3 separate regions of the Mus musculus genome follow, and regions 1 and 2 are each linked to region 3. Evidence: chromatin contacts called from public HiChIP or PLAC-seq data. All regions are on one chromosome and are shown on one strand. The core of a region is the stretch at or near the end of the contact, and the rest is flanking DNA. Distances in the headings are between cores, read along the strand shown. Region 1 overlaps Rab43 (RAB43, member RAS oncogene family). Region 2 overlaps Rab7 (RAB7, member RAS oncogene family). Region 3 holds the start of Copg1 (coatomer protein complex, subunit gamma 1).

Region 1 (2,936 bases), core at 169-2,668, 92 kb before region 3:
CTTACTCTATGGCAACTCATCTTGTTTTCTTTTTACTGCTTCTTCCCCTCTGCAGAGCTGGGGATGAAACCTATAACCTCTTGCATACTAGCAAACGCTCAACCTCTGAGCAGCAAGCCGGCCACATCGCCTCCTCTGAGCATGAGAAGTTGCGCTGTCTGCGGACACACCACGCCTTAACAGCTAGATGATCTGGTGCATACAGAGACTGCACAGCCAACCCCAGCACCCTTCATGCCTTCCAGCCTCAACGGTGAGTCTAACTTTGAATTGACAAGGGGAATGGGTATCTGCAAGCTCCTAGTTCAGCTTCCAGCTCCTTTCCTGTCCCAGCTCAGCCCCTCTCTAGGCAGGTTTAGGAAAGAAAAACGGAAAGGCAGAGATAAGGCTTGCTCCAGGCCCCTCCAGCCTCCATCCCTAGCTCACCAATCAGCAGCTGCACGATGTTGGAACCCGCGTACTTCCTCACATCCTCGATCCAGTGAGGCACTGACAAGAAGGTGCTCCTCTTGCTGATGTCGTACGCAAGGATAGCCCCATTGGCACTTCGGTAGTAGCTCTGGGTGATGGTCCGGAACCGCTCCTGGCCAGCTGTGTCCCAAATCTGTAACTGAAGGGGTTGACCCAACGACACATGTCAAAGGGACAGGAAGGGCAGCCCCACAGACCCATGCCCAGAACAGTGTGTCCACTAAAGGTAGCTCACAGCAACAGTCCTCTGTCAGCCTTAGAAAGACTGGACTTAGAAAGACCCACAGTGGAGAGGTGGCTTGGAGGTTCAGAGTGGTTGCTGTGTGATCCCAAGGACCAGAGCTTAGGTCCTAGCTCTCACCTACAAACCAGGCCTCCCACACAGCTGGAACCTCAGCTCTAATGGGGCAGAGACAGGATCATTGAAGCTTGCTGGCTTCTAGCCTAGTCAAGAAAACTTAAGCCCCAGGTTCAGGGAGAGACCCTGCCACAAAGGGAATAGATAGGAAGCAATAGGAGAGTACCTGAGAGAGAGAGAAAGAGAGAGAGAGAGAGAGAGAGAGAGAGAGAGAGAGAGAGAGAGAGACAGAGAGACAGAGAGAGACAGAGAGAGACAGAGAGATAGAGAGACTCAGAGATCCAGTATGAAGAAAGAAATAGAATGGGATGGGGGATGGGGACAGGGAGGAACCAGCTTGCCTCACAACAAGAGGCAATTCTGCACTGCGTCCTCCATGGAGTGGCTCTCCCCTTAACCCTGATTTCAGCTGCAGATGCTGACCACCAGATCTGGAGGTAAGGAATTGGCTCCAAGGCTGCACTGAGGCTATGCATTTAGGTCTTTTCTCTGCAAGCTCACTGGGTCCTGGTCGGATAGCTTTGGGCCTGATGAGTCCACAGCTGGTGGTGAGGAAGCTAGACTGGGCAGTGTGCCTGTTGATCCACCTTGGCCAAAGCACAGGGTAAAGGGCCTTTCTCTGCCATTTACTTCTTCATTTAACAAATGTTAATGCCCTATGTTAGGCACCCTGCTGGACTAAGCAATGGAGAGGCAGTGTGCATGTGATGATCTCTGCCAGGGCTAGCTAAAGAACAAATGGCCAAGAAGTCTCGATAGTTGATAAGAGATAGCCATTTTTAAAATCCAAGGAGACCCGACAAATCCCAAGCAGAAGAAACATAATGAACTGTAGTGGGCCATAGCCAAACTGGTAGGGGGTGGGGGTGGGGGGGGGAGGATGAATAGGAAACAAAAGCAAAATAGCTAGACCTATACTTCTTCCTGGGTCACAGCAGCAAGGCTTTTGTCCTGGATGGTCACTTCCTTTTTCATTCTAATGAACGCTCAGTCAACACCTCCACAGAGTAGCCCCGTCTACTCCCTCAGCCCAATTTCTTTTTCTTTCTTTTTGGACAGTGTTGGCAACTCAGGATCACACACATGCAGGCAATTATTCTATCACTGAGCTATAGTTCCAACTCAGACCCCAAGTAAACACTCTTTGCTACACTTAAGTCTGACATAACACAGACTCACAGACACACAGATACAAACACACTGACACCCAGATACATAGACACACACAGACTCACAGATATACAGACACACACACACAGACACAAACACAGATACACAGACACTCAGACTCACAGATACATAGACACACACAGACTCACAGATATACAGACACACGTACAGACACAGACACAAACACACAGACTCACAGATGCACAGACACGCACACATAGACTCACAGATACACAGACACCAGACACACACATTATCACTGCCCCACCCACTTCATGTGAGCCCCATCAAAACAGGCCTCTGTTTATCTGGTTTTCTATTCTCAGGCCCTAGCACAGTGCTTAGCATGAGAAGGTGTCCAATACCAATAAAAATTGGAGGACGGGGTGCTGTGTCTATCCCAGGAGCCTGGCCTATGATCAGACTCAAAGCCCCAGTTTCTGACAGCTAACTGCGGATCAATTTGAGTGTTATGAAAGCTGAGAGCCTTTTTTACTGCCAAGATCAGCCTCAAACTGCCAAGAATACCTACCAGCCTGACACCACCCCAGTCCCTACCACTACATGGAAGCCTGGCAGGGCTTGGTGCTGCACCCTCTCACCTGCCATACCCTGCGTCTCAATCTTTCTCAGCCGAGCCTTCTCAGCCTGTACCTGACCTTTAGGAGAAATTCTGATTTCTGATATCTAGAGTTGTGTCCATAAGCAACTGTAGGCCAGAGCACTTCTGAGTCCCAATGAGGTAAAAAACGGACTCCCAGAACACACATGTTTATAAGCAAGGTTGGGCGGGTGAGTCTCAGTCCCTTCTCTGGCCCTGTAATGGAAAGACTGGGAATCACCATCCTCAGTGGGGATGGGGCTCCTAATTTCTTTTAAGTCCCACACTTAATAACTCTCAGCCAATGCTGGCCCACAAGTCTCCACGAGGCCCTGA
Region 2 (3,105 bases), core at 232-2,731, 120 kb after region 3:
ACCACATGGTGGCTCACAACCATCCTTAATGAGATCTGATGCCTTCTTCTGGAGTGTCTAAAGACAGCTTTAGTGTATTTACATATAAATAAATCCTTATAGAAAGAAAGAAAGAAAGAAAGAAAGAAAGAAAGAAAGAAAGAAGGAAGGAAGGAAGGAAGGAAGGAAGGGAAGGGAAGGGAAGGGAAGGGAAGGGAAGGGAAGGGAAGGGAAGGGAAGGGAAGGGAAGGGAAGGGAAGGGAAGGGAAGGGAAGGGAAGGAAGGAAAAAAGGAAGGAAAAAAGGAAGGAAAAAAGGAAGGAAAAAGAAGCTAGGCATGGTAGCACAAACCTTTGATCCCAGCACTTGGGAGGCAGAGGCAGGTGGATTTTTCTGAGTTTGAGGCCAGCCTGGTCTACAGAGTGAGTTCCAGGACAGCCAGGCTATACAAGGAAACCCTATCTTGAAAAAACAAACATAAATAAATAGAAAGGGAAAAGAAATGAAAAAAAAAAAGACAATAACTGTAGCTAAAATTAAATTTTACAAAAATTCCTAGTTGTCTTGTAATATAAATTTCAAATTTAGGATTGGGGTGTGGCTCCGTGCTCATGCATGGCGGGAGCATGTGCACTCAGCCTGCATGGGGCTCGGGCTCTGTCTCCACCATGCTCCCGACCGTGCTTTTACTGCTATTTTATCCAACAACACTATTTGCAGCCAATTATCCATTCTCCACAAATATAATGGTAAGTTTGAAAAGCACGGAGGTATGACAGACAGTCTGGATGCAATCAACTGGGCCTACACGAGGGCTCAGCACAGAAGGTGCTACCCAGAGGTGAAGTGCTCCGCACAGAAGCTTCATGACCTGTGTTTAATCCCTACAACTCACAGAAAGGAAGAAAGCAAGCCAACTCCACCCCCACCCACCCACCCACCATTTAAAGAAGACTTCATTTAAAGAAGACTCAGTAAGCTGGCAGTCTGGCTCCAGGCTGAGCAGTGGCTCACCTGCATGGTAACAAGTCTGTCGTCCACCATCACCTCCTTGGTCAGAAAGTCCGCTCCTATTGTGGCTTTGTACTGGTTACTGAACTTCTTGTTCACATACTGGTTCATGAGAGAGGTCTTTCCAACACTGAAATTGAACAAAACCCACATGTCTGAGTCAAATAAGGGACTGAAAGGGATTTGTGTTTACAATGTTCAAAGCAACATGCCTGAGCTAGGAAGAGCGTTTAGTTGGTAGAGTGCTTGCCTGACATACACCAGGCCTGGGTTTAACTCCCGGTACTGCAACAGTTTAAAAACAAAACAAAGCATTTTACTAAAAGAAACACACACAAACTCACTCACTCCTAAATGGAACTTTGTGATAAGATCACTCCAAACGGCTTTGTAATCTCAGGTGTTTATGCATCACTCAGTGTGGTCAAGTAACACCAGGAGGAAGCCACTCAGCAGTATGTAGCCAGAAAGGAATGTTCCAAGACAGGTGTAGCCCCACATGCCTGGAATTCAGTGCTTAGAGATAGAGGCAGCAGCACTGAGAGCCTGAGGCTAGACTGGGCTGCACAGTGAGTTCAAGGGCATTGAGCCACAGTTTTTGTTTCAAAACTAAAGCCCAAGCAAAACAACAAAACAGGGCCTGTTTGATGGCTAAAGCGAAAGGCACCTATTGCCAAGCCTGAAAACTTAATTCAATCCCAGGGCCCCCAGAGCAGGAGGAAAAACAATTCTTGCACGGACCTTCACACCCACACGCATATGCACATACATAATAAAACATTAAGAATGTCCCTCCCAAGGAATTTTTTCACCAAGAAAACTCACCAACCAAGTGTTCAGTAAGATAAGGGTAGGGTCAGGGTAATGCAACCTAAAGAAAGCGCCAATGCTTTCCTTGTTCAAGGCTTTCCACAAAGAGTGCACATACATACAGCCTAAGACAGTAGTGCTTGCCTTGCCAGGGGTATAGCGCAATGGCTGACCAGTGGTCTAAGGTGCTGGTTCTACCCAGTTCTGCAACACAATTAGAATTTACAGAAGTAGAGTGAGGTCTGTAATCCTCAAAGGCCTTGAGACTCCTTTCAGACAGTATGCCATTTCTCACAGTCCTGGGCAGGAGACACTATTCCTATACTCTACCCCACTGGAAGGCACTTTCAAAAACAAGAAAATACTTGTTTGAGGGTTCCTTAAGCATTTCAATAGGCCAAACACAGGAAACCCCAACAGTAAAGGATAGAGGCCAGGCCCAGAGCCGAATGTGGAACTGCCTTGAGATCAGTGAGGATGAAGCTCCAAGCCAATCTGAGGTCAGATTCGTGAGAAACACTTACCCAGAGTCCCCCAGGATGATGACCTTCAGCAACACTTTCTTCCTAGAGGTCATCCTTGAAGCTGTCGGGAGGAGAAAGTGCAGGTGAGCTGAAGAAACATTAAGGCAGTTTTGCATTGTCTACAGTGCAGCCACTCTGGTCTGCCAGGAGCTGAGCCCCAGCCCTCACTCAGACTGGCCCCCGGCCTGTGAACCCTTTAGCTAACCTAACAAGACAGCAGGGCAGGGGCTGAACGGATGCCGGTGCCCTCTCTCTCCTCAAGTGCTGGGTCCATTACTGGCATCAGCAGTTGGGATTAACACTCCAAACAGACTCACAAATCTCACAAGTGAAGATTAAGCACTACTTTCTCAGCAAAGGAACCTATTTCCTTCCTTCCTTCCTTCCTTCCTTCCTTCCTTCCTTCCTTCCTTCCTTCCTTCCTTCCTTCCTTCCTTCCTTTTCCTCTCTCCCTTCCTCCTTTCTTTCATTTTTTAGAATCAGGGTTTCTGTGTGGCTCTGGCTGACCACGAGATGGTCTTTAACTCTGAGACCTGTCTGCTTTTGCCTCCTGGGCATTGGGATTAAGAGTGTGTGCCACCACAGCCAGTTAGGAACCAATTTAAGGAGCGCCCTGTGCTGGCTAGTTTTATGTCAACTTGACACAAGCTAAAGTCACCAGAGAGAAGGGAGCCTTAACTGAGAAAATATTTCTGTAATATTTTCTGTCAACAAGTCTGTAGGCCATTTTTTTAATTAGTGATTGATGGGAGAGGGCACAGCCTTTTGTGTGTAGTGCCACC
Region 3 (3,092 bases), core at 410-2,909:
CCAGGAATCGGCTTGGGGTATCGGCCCCTGAGCAAACTCACGAAGGATAACTGATGGAGGGCAAACAGACAATTGATGAACTCTGTCCAAAATAGATTACAGATTCAATGTCTCTTTTTTATTATAGGCTTAAAGCTCTCTGAAAATGGAGTTTAAAGACAGGGAGTCATACAGGGCATACCCCTGGAGGAATAAACTCAGTAAACAATTTATATTGACTAAAATAAACATTTTCTACTATGTTTATCATGTTTAATCATGTTTTACATGATAAAACATATAATGAAGTTAGATAGTCATCTTTGCAGCTCATAAAAAGACCAATTCAGATATTTCCTGTTTGTCTGGAGTGCTTTAAAACTGCAAACACTGCCAGCCTACAAGCAGCCTGCCACATAGTAAGTGTGTTTGTTTTGGAGGAGACAGTCTTTAGATTCTTTAAATTGGTGTTATAGGGCAGATAATAAGAATAAAATCTGTTGTTTATATTTTCTATTTGTAACTGAGCTTTTAACCCTGGTTATGTAATGATAAGTCAGACATATTTTGTACTACTGGATAATCATTAGCTTGTCTTTGTTCTGTGAAACTTGTGTAAATAAAGACGCTCTTGGTTGCTAGTCAGTCAGAGCAACAGAAATGGCCTGATCTCTAATAAGTAAGTCAGAGTTACAGAAATGGCCTGATTGCTATCAAGTCAGAGCTGCTAAATTCCCCTAACTATCTGGCTTGGCTTGCCTCACCCTCTCCCCTTGCCTAATACTCATCTTCTCTGTGGGCCAATTTGTCAGCAACAATATTTGAATTCCTTGTCAAACCACAAGTTTTATAGTATTTGGTAGAAAAGACTCATTTAATAATTTTCACAACTGAACCTGGCCCTCAGACTTGGCAGCAAGCACCTTAACTTAGCGGCTGAGCCATCTCATTGGCTCTATTTTTTGAGGTGGAAGTCATGTAGGTCTGGTGCAGGGGGATGGCCTTGAACTTCTCATCCTCCTTTCTCTGCCTCATGAGTGTTGAAATTACTCGCTATGTCCAGTTATATCTCAATGTTAAAGCACAAATGTACATAACTCTATTCATTGCCTTACAAAGCTAGACTCGGATGGAATCGGTTCCTTGGCTAGCAACAGATGCCCTTTTCCCTCTCACCACCATCTCTGTCATGGTGACTCCTCTGGCCTCAATCCTTGGGGCCAGTGAACTTGTTTGAGAGCAGCTTCCCAATAAATTTGCCCTTAAAATATTCTAACCTGACTTGAATTGGCTCATTTTACCGGTGGCGGAAAAATAACCTATTAGTGAGACTTACTTCCGGAAAATGACAATAAAGAGTAGCAGGGAACATGTATGGGGTCAGCGTGCTGCATGCAACCCTCCCATCAGAATGCCCTTTAAATTCAGCCAGGGGTAACTGCAAACACAGCAGCCACAGGACCACAAGGGGGCGCAGAAGCGGAGCACCCGCAACCGCAGGTCTAGGCTCCGCCTCCAGTGTCTAGCCACGCCCACTTTCCTGGGTCTCACCCCTCCCCTTCCGCCCTCTTCCACCTAGGTTTTGGCAATCTCCGGACAGGCAATGAAAAAGGTGGGCGCAGTTGTGCGCAGGCGCAGACAACAGAGTGCGCAGGCGCAGTCCATAGTGCAGTGCTCAGGGCGACGTGGCGGGCGGGAGTACGGAAGCCGCAGGGAGAAGCTGTTCTCACCGCTACTCTGAGCATCTTCCTGCTGCGTGGAGCTACCGCTGACACCATGTTGAAGAAATTCGACAAGAAGGACGAGGAGTCTGGTGAGGGCCCCTTGAAAGACCTGGGGAGGTCAGATCCTCGTAGGGGTTCATGGGACCTTCCTTGGCTTCCTTCTTCCGGGCCTCTGTCAGAGCCAGATCCGAGGCCCAAGAGGGGCAGGGGCTTGTGCGCAGGTCCATCTATATCTGTTCTCGGAGGAAACGTGCTGTTTGCCCTCTCCAGCTCTGGCCAGGATTTCTGCGTGACCTTGTGCGGGTAACACTCCTCTCTGGGCCTCAGTTTCCCCATCTTGTCAGAGGAGGTTCCCAGGCTGGATGTTACCTTGCATTTCACCCGACCTCTTGGTATTTGCTGCGATAATTCTTTGCCTATCTGGGTGTAACCAGTCCTACAGTTAATAACCCTGACCGTTTCATTCATTCAATAAACTACAATTACTGAACATCAGGCACCTCACTGATCATAATATTACAGTAGCTAAAGCAAGTTCGATACTAGATGCCTGCAATAGGAATGTTAGGATGGAGAGCCCAGACAGTAACCAGATAATCGCATGCATAATTTTTTAATGTAATATCTGCTGTCAGGGAAACTCAGTCACAGGTTAGTTAGTGTTGGTTGTCTCCGACACATAGATTCATTTAAGTTCTGGTTGCATAGATCAGTGCCAATTATTGAACCCTAAAATGCTCAGAAAGAATGCTTAGGTGACTGTGAGAGAGCCTTGACGGCCTCTGGTAGATGATAGAGACTTCCTTCTCTCTTCCTCGTGTTTGGCAGGTTTAGGGTCACAGTTCGGGGCTGTAACTCAGTTGATAGAGTGCTTGCTTAGCTTGGGTGAAGCCCTGTGTATGATCCACAGTACCATGTAAACCAGGAGGCCGAGGCGGGAAGATCAGATGCACAAGAGCCGACCTCTGCTACATTTTGAGTTAAAGGCTAGCATGCGATACATGAGAGTCTGTGTCAGCACAGGAAAAAGGAGAAAAGCAGTTCATTCAAGATCACAACCGTAATCAGTCTTCTCTGTGCACTGCAGGTGGAGGCTCCAACCCCCTCCAGCACCTGGAGAAGAGTGCCGTACTCCAAGAGGCAAGTGCCACCATGCCTGTGTCTGGTCAGGAATACCTGCCAGCCCTGCTGTCAGATACTAACATACATGGAGTGCTGGTTTATAAAGCCTGGGTCCAGGAAGATGGGACTTTATTCATTGTATTTGCTAGTGTGGCTAGTATTAGGGCAGCCCAAGGGAAGACTTCTGGTATGGTTAGTAGATAAATTAAGAAAAATAAACTCTTGGGAGCTGGACAGATGGCTCAGCGGTTAAGAGCACTGGCTGCT

Evidence for each region. HiChIP or PLAC-seq counts read pairs in DNA pulled down with a chosen protein or histone mark.
Region 1: a contact with region 3 is called in an H3K4me3 HiChIP or PLAC-seq map of bone marrow-derived macrophages, with 2.5 times the contacts expected there. The contact joins the enhancer-like site here to the promoter of Copg1 in region 3. A contact is called at or near these places in 1 of 39 promoter capture datasets (macrophages), 6 of 484 Hi-C or Micro-C datasets (the N1E-115 cell line, liver, nephron progenitors and 1 more), 5 of 115 datasets of contacts at active chromatin or transcription factors (bone marrow-derived macrophages, embryonic stem cells, hepatocytes and 2 more) and 3 of 9 other capture datasets (adipose tissue, liver and pancreatic islet).
Region 2: an H3K27ac HiChIP or PLAC-seq map of embryonic stem cells shows a contact between it and region 3, with 2.2 times the contacts expected there. The contact joins the enhancer-like site here to the promoter of Copg1 in region 3. A contact is called at or near these places in 4 of 39 promoter capture datasets (cranial neural crest, hippocampal neurons, macrophages and 1 more), 11 of 484 Hi-C or Micro-C datasets (B cells, CD8 T cells, the CH12 cell line and 5 more), 21 of 115 datasets of contacts at active chromatin or transcription factors (the 230-238 cell line, the SCID.adh cell line, acute myeloid leukemia and 13 more) and 5 of 9 other capture datasets (adipose tissue, embryonic stem cells, liver and 2 more).

What each region holds. Positions count from the first base shown.
Region 1 is chr6:87,794,188-87,797,123 of GRCm38.p6, forward strand. It overlaps Rab43 (RAB43, member RAS oncogene family), which reads right to left. Exons shown (of 3, transcript NM_001039394.1): 2 at 427-610. Among named protein-coding and RNA genes, the nearest start is that of Rab43, 16 kb to the right of the region's middle. Within about 2 kb of position 1,419, at least 16 of the 459 cell types and tissues checked have an H3K27ac peak or open chromatin away from gene starts, as enhancers often do. A contact at or near this core is called in embryonic stem cells, hepatocytes and liver, where this site is marked.
Region 2 is chr6:88,011,315-88,014,419 of GRCm38.p6, forward strand. Rab7 (RAB7, member RAS oncogene family) reads right to left here. Exons shown (of 6, transcript NM_009005.3): 2 at 2,324-2,384; 3 at 993-1,119. The coding sequence starts at 2,376. Among named protein-coding and RNA genes, the nearest start is that of Gm34872, 7.9 kb to the left of the region's middle. Within about 2 kb of position 1,482, at least 33 of the 459 cell types and tissues checked have an H3K27ac peak or open chromatin away from gene starts, as enhancers often do. A contact at or near this core is called in embryonic stem cells, stem cell-derived epiblast-like cells and trophoblast stem cells, where this site is marked.
Region 3 is chr6:87,886,281-87,889,372 of GRCm38.p6, forward strand. It overlaps Copg1 (coatomer protein complex, subunit gamma 1), which reads left to right and starts at 1,660. Exons shown (of 24, transcript NM_017477.2): 1 at 1,660-1,792; 2 at 2,791-2,843. The coding sequence starts at 1,756.